Linked DNA regions of Mus musculus: region 2 is linked to region 1. The links are chromatin contacts, called in public Hi-C maps. All regions are on one chromosome and are shown on one strand. Each heading gives the region's core, a stretch centred on a gene start, on an enhancer-like site or on the middle of the called end of the contact. The rest is flanking DNA. Distances are from core to core; before and after follow the strand shown.

The links. A called contact is a pair of places that touch in the nucleus more often than the background predicts.
Region 2: a contact with region 1 is called in a Hi-C map of liver, with 2.8 times the contacts expected there. The contact joins two enhancer-like sites. A contact is called at or near these places in 2 of 484 Hi-C or Micro-C datasets (bone marrow-derived macrophages and liver).

What each region holds. Positions count from the first base shown.
Region 1 is chr2:58,989,036-58,996,141 of GRCm38.p6, forward strand. All of the region lies in intron 8 of Ccdc148 (coiled-coil domain containing 148), which reads right to left. Among named protein-coding and RNA genes, the nearest start is that of Ccdc148, 170 kb to the right of the region's middle. Within about 2 kb of position 3,871, at least 9 of the 459 cell types and tissues checked have an H3K27ac peak or open chromatin away from gene starts, as enhancers often do. A contact at or near this core is called in liver, where this site is marked.
Region 2 is chr2:59,446,474-59,453,716 of GRCm38.p6, forward strand. No RefSeq gene overlaps it. Among named protein-coding and RNA genes, the nearest start is that of Gm46743, 30 kb to the left of the region's middle. Within about 2 kb of position 5,413, at least 7 of the 459 cell types and tissues checked have an H3K27ac peak or open chromatin away from gene starts, as enhancers often do. A contact at or near this core is called in liver, where this site is marked.

The DNA of each region.
Region 1 (7,106 bases), core at 2,621-5,120:
AAGCAGCAAAAGAAAAAGAAAAATCATTTAAAAAAAAAAAACAACAACAAAAAATGTCATTAAGCTGAGAGCAGACTTCTCCATAGAAAGTTTACAAGCCAAGAGAGAACTGTATGAGATATTCAAAGCCCTGATCAGACAGCAGAGTTGAACTCAGCATGCTGTACACAGCAAAACTAATTTCAAAAATAGAGGAGACATGCAAAGTATTTCACAACAACCACTGAGGGGGTCCATCACTACCAGGCTAGCCTTGCAAGGAGCACTCAAGGTGTCCTGCACAGATATGAAGGGGGTCTGTTGCCATCACAAAAGTATGGGAAGAAGAGTCAATGACAGAGGAGATGCACAGGAGAAAAGTGGAAGAGAATCAGACTCCACCAACACTGAAAATAGACCCACACAGGAACAAGAGAGAAAGGAAAAACACTTGCAAAACAACATGAGGGAAAAAAAATCTAAATTGCGGGTGAATGTATATATCAAAAATGACCTTGGTTGCAAATGAATTAAAATCCTGTAATAAAAACAAAACATAGATTGGGGATGAGGAGATGAAATGAGTTCAGATCCCTAATAGCCATGTAAAAAGCCAGGCATGATGGTGCACTGGGGAAATAGAGACAAGCATATTCTTAGTGCTTCCTGGCCAGCCAGGCTAGCCAAACCAGTGAGCAACAGGTTCAGTGAGAGACGCTGTCTCAAAAACAGTAATGTGGATAGGAATGAGGAAACAGGGGATATCAACCTCTAGCCTCCACACTATGCACACACATACAAAGAGAGAGAGAGAGAGAGAAAGAGAGAGACCAGCATGCACATATGCACACATGCATGAACATGTATACTCATGTGACAAACACACATGCAAATAATTTTTTTTACTCACTATAGACTGGCTATATGGGAAAAATTAATGGGACCTAGCCATATGTTGTATGGGACTCAGTGTGTAAGTAATAATACACAGAAATTGAATGTGAAGGAACAGGAATAGATACATCATGTAATTAGAAGTCCAAAGTAACTAGTACCACTATTGATATCAGATAGAATAGAGACTTTGGGTTAAATGTTGTGGAAAAAATACTGTCACAATTTAGTGACAATGGAACAGAGTCAACAGTTATAACTATATTGGCATCCAATGCTGGAACATCCAATTATAATGAAATAAACATAATTGATTAAAATTAGAAAGATTTTAAATTAATAATCTACTAATCCAACTCAAGTAACAAGAAATGTGAAATCAAACCAAATCCAAAATTAATAAAAAGAAAGATATTACAAAAGCCAGAACAGAAAGGAAAATAAATGAAACCGAGACAAAACTATGAAAGACTAATAAAATTAAAGACAAGCTAAATTGACAAACTTATTTATAGGAAACAGAGAACATTCCAATAAAGAAAATCAAACATAAAAAAGGTCACAGCTAACACCAAAGAAATACAAAAATTAATAAAAGACTATGTACAAAATAACTGGAAAATCTAGGCTTAATACATAAATGTCTGGATACGTATATGTGTAAAACCTACTGCCCTAGTTTGCTTCTCTGTGGCTGTGATAAACGCCATGACCAAAGCAACCTGGAGTGGATAAAGTTTTTTTGGCTGCCACTTCCAAGCTAGAATCCATCCGTAAGGAAAGCAAGGACAGACAGCAAATCATTGTGGAGGTGGAAGCAGGAAGCAGGAAGCAGGAAGCAGGAAGGAAAACTGCTCATTGGCGCACTCCCTTTGGCTTCTGCCTCTCCCCTAGCTTTCTCAAAGCCAAGGCCCACAGCTGAGAGAGGATCCTCACAGCGGGCTGCGCCCTCCTGCATCAATTAGCAGTTAAGAAAATGATGCACAGGCATGCCAGAGACCACACTGATTGAGGCAAATTTTCAGGTGAGGGTCCCTCTTCGTGGAGACTCTTTGTGGAGACTCTGAGGTGGTCAAATAGACAGCAGAGACTCAGTACTACCCTGAACATTGACATTCTGTCCATTGCCATGCTGTAGATGAAACGGGAGGGTACTGAGTAAAATTGGTAAGGCACAGGCAGATCCACACTACTTGATATCATTTGTCTATGGAAGCTAAAGGTTTGTCTCCAGGAAGCAGAAAGAACAGTGGTCACCAGAGCCAGGGAAGGGTGTACATAAAGGCAGCCTAGAGAGGATGGTCAACTCTTGTAGGTATGAACTGGGAGGGAAACAAAGAGTTAATGTTCTAGAGCACCATGGAAAAGTGATGATAGACAAGAAATAATCAAATATTTCAAATTGCTAGGAGAGGGGATTTTATTGCTCCACGCTCAGAAGAATCAGAAAGGTAGAGAGTGATCGAAATGCCAAGTACCAGTGTGTGTGTGTGTGTGTGTGTGTGTGTGAATTAACGTTTCACACTATATAATTATATACAACTGTTACATGCCGGTTAAAAGTGAAAGGGATTTTGCTCGCTCATTTATCTCTTTGCTTTGTTTTGTCTTTTAATCAGGTGTAGGCATTAAGGATGCTAACAATAAAGCCTGCTTAGGGACTAGAGATCTGACTCAGAAGTTAAGAGCTAACTATTGCAGAGGACCTGAGTTTGGTTCTGTGCACCCACATCAGGTTAATAACAACCACTTGTAACTCCAAATCCAAGGGACTGCATGCCCTGTTCAGGCCTCCTTAGACACCTAGACTCTTGTGCACCCACACACGGATGCACAATATTAAAATCAAATCTTTTTTTTTAAGGACTGTTGAATTAAAGACATAACAAATGTTTTTACACTTTATAAGTTCTGACATGCAAATAAACAAAATTCAACGAAGTAAACTCAAAGAAAACATTGTGGCATGTTGCATAAAACTTAGACCCTGGGGCTAGAGAGATGGCTCAGCAGTTAAGATCATTTGATGCTCTTGCAGAGGACACAAGTTCAGCTTCAAGCACCCACATCAAGTAGCTCACAAATGCCGATAGCTCCAGTTCCAGGGCATCTAAGCCCTTTTCTGTCCTCCACAGGCATGTAACAACACGTACATACACACGTACATACATGCACACAGACTCATGTGTGTCCATATAAGTAAAAAATGTTTAAATCTTTTAACAGGGAGATTCATGATCTTTTGATAGGATGCATTCTGCTATAGGCAAAAAAAAAAAAAAAAAAAATTAAAACAAATATTTTATTCTTGCACCACCCCCAAAGCTAGTTTAGTAATTGCTAAATTTGTTTTCTGGTATGAGCTAACATTAAATTATAAACCCATAATTTTTATGCAACTTTTCTTTTAAAACAATGCTGCTAAAGCTATATGGCAAACAGAAAGTTGTGTGCAGTGATTACCCACCCTCCAACAGATGCAAAAGTCAGCAGTGAGTGGGGCTTTCCCCATGGACTGCACCAGGGAGGTGGCGACTGCAGTGGCCAACGTTGGCTGTCTGGGCTGGCTAACCGATGGGACTCAGCAGACCCTTGAAGACCAGAGGACTATGCTGCTTTCTCGGAACCTCTCCCTTTGATAATCACTTTTGGCACACAACCAACAGCGGTCCACATGTGGAGCTTGAGCCTGGTCGTGCTCGGGCACTGAACCTTCCCGACAGTTCTGGGAGTACATCGGACAAAATGCCCAGTGGTGGTTAAACTGTAATGTTTTAACTTGTGGCTTCGTTTGTCTGTGAACCAATGTCATCTCTGGTTTGCTATTTCCCTGCTTTCCTCTCACTGTGTTCATCGGGAGGAGACACATACACAGGCATCTGTTTGTTTAAACTTTTATGAGGCCATGTTGTCTTCTGGCACTGACTAGTCCCAGTTCATCCTTAGTAGCAATGGAGAATACCGTTTGCTTTGGCAAGGGGAAATGTGTGTGTTTCTCTTTTTACTGAAGGACAGTGAGAGAGGTGAGCTGTGTTGGTAAACATGGGAACACGAGGAAAGATCATGAACAGGACCCTGGCCATGTGCCCTTGGGACAGCAATCTCTAAGGCCTTATCATTAAGTCTAGTGATGAAACAAATGGTGAAGCATGTTATAGTTTGTGCTGGCCTTGGTACAAGACTGAGACTCCAGCATTGGCAAGTAGGGGGATCAGGAGCTCAGGATCACATGCTTTCGTGAGTTGGAGGTCAGCCAGGTATGAAGAGTCAGTCTTAAAACAAACAAAAGGGAGAGAGGGAGAAGAGGAGGGGAGAGGAGGGGAAGGGAGGAGGTGAAAGAGGGGAGGGGAGGGGAGGGGAGGAGATGAAAGAGGGGAGGGGAGGGGAGGGGAGGGGAGGGGAGGAGAGGAGAGGAGAGGAGGAGAAACCTAAAAGGAGAAGAAAATGAAAATATAACTTAGGTTGATTTTCTGCAAGGAAATATAACAATATTCTTAACAATATTCTTTGACTCAGAATCTCCATTTCTGAAATCCAACTGAAGAGATTAATCATTCATATATATATATATATATATATATATATATATATATATATATATATATATATATATATATATATCAGTGGCAAGCAAGCCATTTCAAAGTTTCTAAAAGAATATCAGAATGTAGAATACCTACTACTCAAAAGTGAGGAACCTGAACAGAATAGCAACAGGTGGAATTCAAACTAGGGAAGTGGTGGATATGCTAATAGAGTTTTCCTTTTCATAAACAAAAGTGTTACTCTAGGGTCTCTCTTGGATTTATATTAACTTCATTTCTTCTCTTTGCCTACCTCTGTTTTTAAATTTTTCTGTAATGTAATTATTTCTGAATTCAGAGACAAATACACAAACTTGAAATGTTCCCAGAGCACTAAAGTGACACCTTGAACAGTGCTAACAAAATACGATGAATCGAAATAATTAGGTTGAAAAGCATGATCCTAGAGCACTGGCTATTTTGTGAGAGCTCACTGTTAAAGCAGTCAGATTCAGATCTCAGAATATTCATTATGAGCCAACAGTACAAAATTTAATATACCTATCAACAATAAATTATAAATCACTTGTGATCTTGCTGCTGTCGTCTACATATTGACTTCATCTCTGAAGCAACTGAATGGGCCAATCACACAATTATGTCTCAGCTATATGATTAATTCATCTAAATATAAGGATATTAAAGCTGTGATCTCTCTTTTGAGTCTAAAAGATGCAATTAAATTCGCCTTCCTGTTCTTAATGACACGCAGACCTAATTCACCACAGCAGAATCCAGAGTGTTTTGCCAGTATGATGGATGAAGGGTGAGGCTCCACTGTAGTCAGATTGTTTTTATAATGTGTTTTGGTAAATTAGACCATCCTTTAAAGTTGTGCTATCCAAGATGCTAGCCACCAGGCACATGTGTGTGGCTGGAAATGTCCATGATAACATGGTCTGGGTTATGAGCATGCTTCACAAGCTATATGAAAAAGGAGCGTGTATAATGGCTCATCAGTAGTTCTCAAATATGTGTTGCATGTTGCAATTATAATATTTTGGAAATATCCATTGCAATGTATTTGAAAATTATCACCTTTTTCTTTTTAACTTTTTTGTGCAACTGGTTAAAAAAAAACTAATTACATATCTGGCTCACATATTTTCATTAAACATCTCCAATCTAGGACTCAAGATGCAACCAGCTTCCTGGCATGTATAAACAGCTTTCTTATTTAGACAGACAGAAAGGACCTCATCTATTGAATTACTAAGGGCTCCAAACTAGGGATATGGCCTTCCTTTCTCTGAACAGCACTGATTTAATGTATAAAACAGCTTCCTTTGTCCCCTTTTTCTTCCATCCCTTGAGACCGGGTCTGGCTATGTGGTCCAGGCAGGTCTCAAGTTCACGGTCTTTTCATTTCTGCCTCCCAAGAGATAAGCTTACAAATGGGTGTCTCACCTGACAAAACCCAGCCATTAAAATGAGATAAAGCAAGGATTAAGGTCATGGGTACTTGTCATATCATGCAAGAGGTACTCGTTAAATATCAATGATCTATTGAACTTTTAACTTAAATGCTAGACCTGTGATTTGCCTTAGAAAATAAGAAGCAAATGTGTGAAGTGTTTATAATTTCACTACCTGGGGTGACTGTGGTTATTGTTTATTTGAATGACTTGGTTTCCAATCTTTCTGCTGTGTTTGTACAGATGTATATGTCATGCTTTAAGAAACAGCAAGAGAATTTACATTATATATTATATAACCTACTTTGTGGCTTGCTTTGTACTTACATAACACATGTCACAGCTATTTGTATCATTAAAAAATCCCTATGAATTAGAATTAGGGTCGCAATGTGCTGAATGGACACAGCATGACAGATGTCACTGCTGCCTAATGCATCGCTGTTTAGGTAATGTCTTAGCTTGCTTTCTATTGCTGTGGTAAGCATCATGGTGATGCTTACCATGAAAGCATGAAAGTGGCTTACCGAAAGCCACTTGGTGAAGAAAAAGGTTATTTCATCTTACAATTTATAGACTGTCATAAAGGGAAGCCAAAGAACCTGGAGGCAAGGACCGATGTTGATACCATGGAGGAACTCTGCTTACCCAATAGGCTTGCTTTCCATAGTGTGGTCAGCCTGCTTTCTTATAGAACCCAGGACTAGCCTCTGAGGGGTGGCACTACCCACAATGAGACAGGTACTCCCTTATACATCATTAATAATAATAAAAAATGTCCCCACAGACATGCCCACAGGCCAATGTAATGGTGGCAATTCCTCAATTACGGTTCCTTTCCCATGATGATGTTAGCTTCTGTCGAGTTCACAAAACACTAACCAACACAGGAAATCTTGAAGATTTTGCTAGCACTGGGAAGAGAAAAATTAATATTAAGTACACTTGAAGCAAAATATTTATTTCAATTTAGAGAATTTTTCTTTCATTATTATTTCTGATGAGACAACTATTATTCCTCCAATATAAAGCGTGTGTGTGTGTGTGTGCATGCTTGCCCATGTGTATATGTGGAGACCAGAAGTTGATATTGGATAGCTAAGCACTCTTCATCATATATTTTGTGCCAAGGTTCCTTACTGCATATGAAGCTCACCAGTTATTTAAGATTAGCTGGCTTTAGGGACTAGGACTCATTCAGTCTCCACTTCCCCAGTATGAGGATTTCAGATGT
Region 2 (7,243 bases), core at 4,163-6,662, 460 kb after region 1:
AGGCCTAGAAGTCATCATCACAGAAATCTTGTTCAGAAGAGAGGATATAGTCTGGAGAAGTAGCCCCTGTAAATGCCAGAAATTGTTCAGAGACCATTGACAGAGGAATATGTCAGAGAGAGACATGGGGCGAGGGGGGGGAGGGAAGCAAGCAGCAGAGGTCCTTTATAACTTACTTAGGACAGCAAAACCCCTCACACGCCAAAATTTCACGTGGTACAGGTGGGAATAAAACAAGGAGGCCTCCAGCAGTTTAATCCCCTTAGGACGTCTGGGCCACAAATGCTAATCTTGGATATTCTGCCTGACAGCTGACTCTGGACCATCCACAAGAGAAGCAGCACCTGCAGTTGCCAAAGCCGATAACAATCATAGCAGAAAACTTCCGCCAATCCCACGGTGTTCACTGAGCCAGGGACCTTCTGGGCTTTTTGTTTTTCTGCCAAATTGGCTGTGCAGAGCTGTCCCCTTGCCAGAAGCCCAGCCTGTACCTCTCCAGTTACCTGGTAAGATGCTGCAGACTCCACAATGGGCATACAAAGGAATGGAGAACATGGCTAGGGAGTCATAGCATAGGATCAGTTAACACAAGATCCTCAGTCATAACTCTGGATCAGTTAACACTAGATCCTCAGCTGGGTTCTCAGGCACGGCTGAGGTATAGAACTTCATCTGAGCACACACCTACCAAAAGTGCCTGTCTGTAATCCTTACACTGGGGAGACTAAGGCAGCAGAAGTACTGTGAGTTCAAAGCCAGCCTGCGTGACACAGTGAGTGAGTTCTAGGCCACATAGTGAGTTCTAGGCCAGCCAGTGCAACATAAAGAGACCTTATGTCCAAATAAAGAAAAAAGAAAGAAAGAAAGAAAGAAAGAGAGAGAGAGAGAGAGAGAGAGAGAAAGAAAGAAAGAAAGAAAGAAAGAAAGAAAGAAAGAAAGAGAGGAAGAAAGAAAGAAAGAAAGAAAGAAAGAAAGAAAGAAAGAAAGAAAGAAAGAGAGGAAGAAAGAAAGAAAGAAAGAAATGAAATTACATAGAGAGACATTTTCTATAGCAGTAATAGTAAGTAATAAAAGTACATATGCATACAATCACCTATTTGGATCTTCTTTGTCTTCGTGTGTGTGTGTGTGTGTGTGTGTGTGTGTGTGTGTGTGTGTGTACACCATGCTGGGCATTGAGATGAGGAGAGATCTTTTCTTTTCTTTTTTACCTAAATAGGAAACAATCATATTCAATGAAGTATCAAACATTATAATCCTGCTTAACCTGAGCCAAGCATCCTGGCTGTAAGTAGGTTCCTCTACACCATGTCAGGACAAGTTTCTAAGGAGTGGCTGACCAGGAAGGTGACACCCAGCTCCAGAGCCCCTCCCTAGCACCTTCTTTCTATCCACACCATCAGGTAGGAACTTGTCTGGAGAGTATGTGTAGGAGAAAGAAAGGCGTCACAAGAGTGGGAAATATGAGAGTCATTGGCTCCAAAGACACTTGTGAAACAAGACCAACTCTGGGTTACTCATCATGTTTACAGGGAGAATTTGACACTGTTTGCCCAGCCTAACCCGAGTTTATCACTCAATCTAAGCTCCCATAGAGCTAGTAAGCAGGCCAATGATCAAATCTGAAGCTTTGAAGGGAGGTGGATGCATGTTCTGACTGCTTTCCTTCTTCCAGTGAGAGGTATCCTCAGCTGGAGAAGGTGGCCTCCTGCCAGGCTGCGGAGGACTATCAGCCTGTGGAGAACCACCAACCTATGGAGGACCACCAGTCTATAAAGGACCACCAGCCTGCGGAGGACCATCAGCAATTAAAGTTATTTCCTGAGCACTTCCTCAGGAGAGTTTGAAGACCCCTGAAGAATCAGAATAACTATTCAGAACATCATTCATAGAAATAAGGGTAAAATATTCCCATTTGGGAAATTTAATTGAGAAATTTCTTTTAAAAAAAGTAAAAATCAGTTTGGAAACAATGTCTCCCATCCTACATGTATAATGCTATTTTGTAGCTGTTTGTAAGAGGAAACCCAAACTTGAAAAGTAGTTGGTTCTTGAACATCCAGCCATATCATGGGGCCAGCAGCTCTGCCTAGAACACCTCCTTCAGGCAGGAGAGACTGGTAAGGATTGGGCCTCTTCATAAGATCCTCCAGTAAAACAAGGTGCAGACAGCCAAAATCAGGATCAGCCAAACTTCCCACAGCTGCCACAATTAAATCGTGCAACCAAAGGGAAACTTACGAAAGTCTTTACAAGATCATGTGCTCTCTGTCAAAAATGGCCTCACTAACCAGCCATCCCAACACCCCCGGGCAGAAGCAAGAGAAATGCTATGACTTCAGAGGCTAGCCTAAGCTATATAGTGAGTTCCACACCAGCCTGGGACACAGAGTAAGATCCCATCTGTATTCCTTTCCTTTCTATTGCTGTGATAAAGACTATGACCAAAAACAATTTGGGGAGGAAAGGGTTTATTTCATCTTACAGATTGTAGTTCATCCTGAAGGAGAAACCACGACAGATACTCGAGCAAGAACCTGGAGGGAGGAATGGAGCACAGACCATGGAGGAATGCTGCTTACTGGCTTGCTCTCTGTGGCTCACTCCACCTACGTGTTTTGTTCAATTCAGCTCCACCCACCCAGGCATGGCACCGCCCATAATGGGCTGAGCCCTCCCATGTCAATCACTAATCAAGAAAACACTGCCCCAACCCCATCTGCCTTCAGGCCAATCTGATGGAGGCAATTCCTCAATTGAGATTCTCTCTTAAACCAGATATAACTAGTTTTGTGTCAGGTTAACAAAAACTAACCAGTGCTCCACAAAACAAAACACAACAAAACAAAACAAGCAAGAAGAAAAAAAAAAAAGAGGGCCAGCAAAGACAGTCCAGCCAGTAAAGGCACTTGCTACCAAGGATGACAGCTTGATTTCAATCCCTAGATACTACACAGAAGGAGAGAACTGATGTCCTTCACACAAGCAAAATAATAAATAAACGAGTTGTTGTTGTTGTTGTTGTTGTTGTTGTTGTTGTTGTTGTTGTTTTTAAAGTGAGACAGTTGCCAGGTAAGTCAAGATAGATTTTCACTCACATCAATGTAAGACTGTTATCAAGGAGAACCGGGTGTTCCTGTGCATTCCTTGTCAGAGTGTAGAACGCTGCAGCCGCTGTAGAAATGGTACGGAAGAGACCCAGAGGTTCCAATCTAGATGTGGACCCCAAAGGAGAAGCAAGGAGCCAGCAGTTCCCACAGTGTTAAGAGCAGTGTCCAGTACTGCGGCAGCACACATGGGGTCTGCTGGTCTGAGTTTCAGAAACAAATGGGTGGATAAAACGTGTTGTGTGTGTGGGAGGTGTGTGTTTAAAGGGATATTATTCAGACTTGAAAAACAAAAGAAATTCTGACATACACTACAGCAATGCATGAACCTTGAAAACATTATGTAGATGAAATCAAGTTAGTACCTTAAAGACAAAAGCTTTGGGATTTCCCGTGAGGTATCTAGAGGAGTCTAGCTTATCAAGGCAGAGATGGAGGGCTGAGGGAGGAAAAACAGGGACAAATAGTACTGCAGAGATATTTTAGTAAATTAAAAAAAAAAAAAAAAAAGAGTATCTGGGCTGGAGAGATGGCTCAGCGATTAAGAGCACTGATTGCTCTTCTGAAGGTCCTGAGTTCAAATCCCAGCAACCGCATGGTGGCTCACAACCATCCCTAATGAGATCTGATGCCTTCTTCTGGTGTATCTGAAAACAGCTACAGTGTACTTACACATAATAACTAAAAAAAATCTTTTTTAAAAATAGAGTACCTGTCTATAAAAATGGACATCTGTGTTGTTCCTTCTCTCTGGTGTTTTAGAGTTCACTGAACACTTTAAAAAAACTCTTTAAGGGCTGGTGAGATGGCTCAGCGGTTAAGAGCTCTGACTGCTCTTCCAAAGGTCCTGAGTTCAAATCCCAGCAACCACATGGTGGCTCACAACCATCCGTAACGAAATCTGATGCCCTCTTCGGAGTGTCTGAAGACAGCTACAGTGTAATTACATATAATAAATAAATAAATATTTTAAAAAAAAACTCTTTAAGATTTATTTAACTCTGTGTGTGTGTGTGTTTTGTGTGTGTGTGTGTGTGTGTGTGTGTGTGTGTGTACATAGGATGCCATTGGAGATCAAAAGAGGACATCAGATGCCCGGGAGCTTAAGTATGATTGTCAACTGCTCAACACGGATGCTAGGAACCAAACTCAGGTCCTCTGAAAGAGCAAGTGCTCTTACCTATAGAGCATCTCTCTGGCCCCTAAAACAGGTATTACATTATTTACTGTGTGTGTAAATGTACACCCATACCACAGCACATGTGTGTAAGTCAGAGAACAACTTACGAGAGTCTGTTCTCTTCTTCTACCACCTGGGTCCCATGGATCAACTCGAATTGTCAGGTCTGGTAGTATGTGCCTTTATTGGCTGAACCATCTCTGTGGCCCAGACCAGGCACTTTATAAGTATGATCTGATTTCACCTTCTCGAGGATCCTGGCTGGCAGGCAGGATTGTCACAATTGTTCTTCCATAGAAAAGAGGGGACTGAGGTTCAGAAAGGGCATGTGTGGCCCAAAGTTAGCCAGACTAGTCACCATGACTCCCTCTAAGTCTACTTCTTGCTCTGCCGAACCGTATGGCCAAATCAAGTAGCCAAAGACTTTTAGTCACTACTATTTCTCAATTCCTACTGCCTATGGAACCCTGGGCCTGATTCTTAGTCACCAAAACTGGTCCTTGTCCTGCCTCCGTAGTTTAGTAAGAGAATACAGAATGCGATCATTTGATACGAAGAGCCCCATGACATCAAGGTCTCCTAGAGGTAAGGCCTGAACCTTGTAACCTGAGGTGCTGGTGGACCTATGAAGAGAATGTGAGAGGTGCCAGACACTCTGGAAAGATGCCCTTCTGAGATGCTTCGAGCCCCTCCATGCACCGGTTGATTGGGTTTTCATCTGCTGCTTTGCTTCAGTATTGCCTGACATTAGGCCTTCTCCATCACTTCCTGTGATGGACCCCATGGCATATCACCTTTTCCAAATCATATTCCAAACACAGGCATGCTAATGTCCCTGGCCTACAGCCTCAGGTGCCTGCTGTCCACTCTGTCCATCTGATCATATGGCCTTGTTCTCCATGATTATAACCCTCACCTCACAGCTTCTGCTCTGTCTCTGCTGAAGTCGTGTCTGCTGAAATATGGATGCCTGCCTGTCTCTGTAACTTACACATTAAAGAAAAAAAAATCACCAGGCAAAGACTCTGTAAAGGTCACTTCAGTCAACAAGCACTTATTAAGTGTCTGTAGATGTGAAACATTTATGACCTTTGAGCTTGAGCAATAGGTAACCATCAATCACATTAATAATTAAGCAGACATTTGCGTCTGTGGTCTAGCCCACATGTAGGCAGAGTAGGTGGCCAGTGGAAACAGCCAGAGGACTGCCTAAATTATCTTTCTATCAGAAGGTCCAATTTGGAATCAGAAGACAAATCTGGGAAAACAGACACACCCAGTTGCCATCATTATTAAAGAGGTTCTTGCTGACTGGGTATTTCTGACCCCATTAACAATGTTTCTCCATTAACTGAAGAAAGACCTTGAAGGGACAATGCAAAGGGGCAGAGAAAATAGCCATGGAAAGTCTGAAGCACAAAGCATTAGCCGATCAAAGCTGGCCTAAGAACAAAGAGCAGTCAGTGAGTGACATTGGGCAACCAAAGACTAATGAGAACACCTAACACCAAGGGAAGACATGGCTAAAAGAGAGTGGAGAGACGGGCAGCAGACAGTGAGAGTCCTCCCCTTTTGTTTCATCCCTGAGCCAGCCCCAAGTACAGCCAGGGGGACCCTGTGGAAGGGACCCCCATCTCCCAGTCTAGTCTGAGCCAGTGAGGGTGCAACAGTGCCACGACTGTAAATCTTCTCTGTGCTCACCAAAGCTATCTAAATGCCCCCAAAGTAAAGACCAAAGAGGCCACTTAGGGTTTCAACTGACTGCTCTTGTTCTCTCCTCAAGGCTGTGCACAGGGCTGGAGATGTGTCTCAGCTGGTAGAGCCCCTAGCAAGCCTGTTCAGCACTATATAAATCGGGCATCGTTGCACACCTGTAATAGCACTACTTGGGAGTTGGAGGTGGGAGTATCAGAAGCTTAAAGTTATCCTTGACTACGTAGTGAGTTTGAGGCCAACCTGGGATGATACACAAGCTCTGTTTTTGTTTTATTTTGTTTTTTGTTTTGTTTTTAAGATTTATTTATTATTACACTGTAACTGTCTTCAGACACACCAGAGGAGGGCGTCAGATCTCATTACAGATGGTTGTGAGCCACCATGTGGTTGCTGGCATTTGAACTCAGGACCTTCGGAAGAGCAGTCCTTGCTCTTAACCTTTGAGCCATCTCTCCAGCCCCTTGCTTTTGTTTTTAAAGATGTTCCCAATTGAGATCTACAGGCTTTCTGGAATGTTCTACATAGACTAGCACAGTGCTCCAGTCTTCAAATCTATCTAATTCACTGACCTTTTATTTTATTATTTTACATAAAATTAAATCTGTGGCTACCCTTCCTTTGTTGGTCTGCCATATTGTTTTGTTTTGGTTTTGGTTTTTATTTTGTTTTTATTTTTTTCCATTTTTTATTAGATTTTTTTTCATTTACATTTCAAATGCTATCCCAAAAGTCTCTAATACCCTCCCCCCGCCCTGCTCCCCTACACACCCACTACTTGGCCCTGGCGTTCCCCTGTACTGGGGCATGTAAAGTTTGCAAGACCAAGGGGCCTCTCTTCCCAATGATGGCCAACTAGGCCATCTTCTGCTACATATGCAGCTAGAGATACGAGCTCTGGGGGTACTGGTTAGTTCATATTGTTGTTCCACCTATAGGGTAGCAGACCCCTTTATCTCCTTAGGTACTTTCTCTAGCTCCTCCATTGGGGGCCCTGTGTTCCATTCAATAGATTACTGTGAGCATCCACTTCTGTATTTGCCAGGCACTGGCCTAGACTCGCAAGAAACAGCTACATCAGGGTACTTTCAGCAAAATCATGCTGGTATATGCCATAGTGTCTGCGTTTGGTGGCTGATTATGGGATGGATCCCTGGGTGGGGGCAGTTTCTGGATGGTACTCATCAGGGAAATACAAATCAAAACAATCCTGAGATTCTACCTCACACCAGTCAGAATGGCT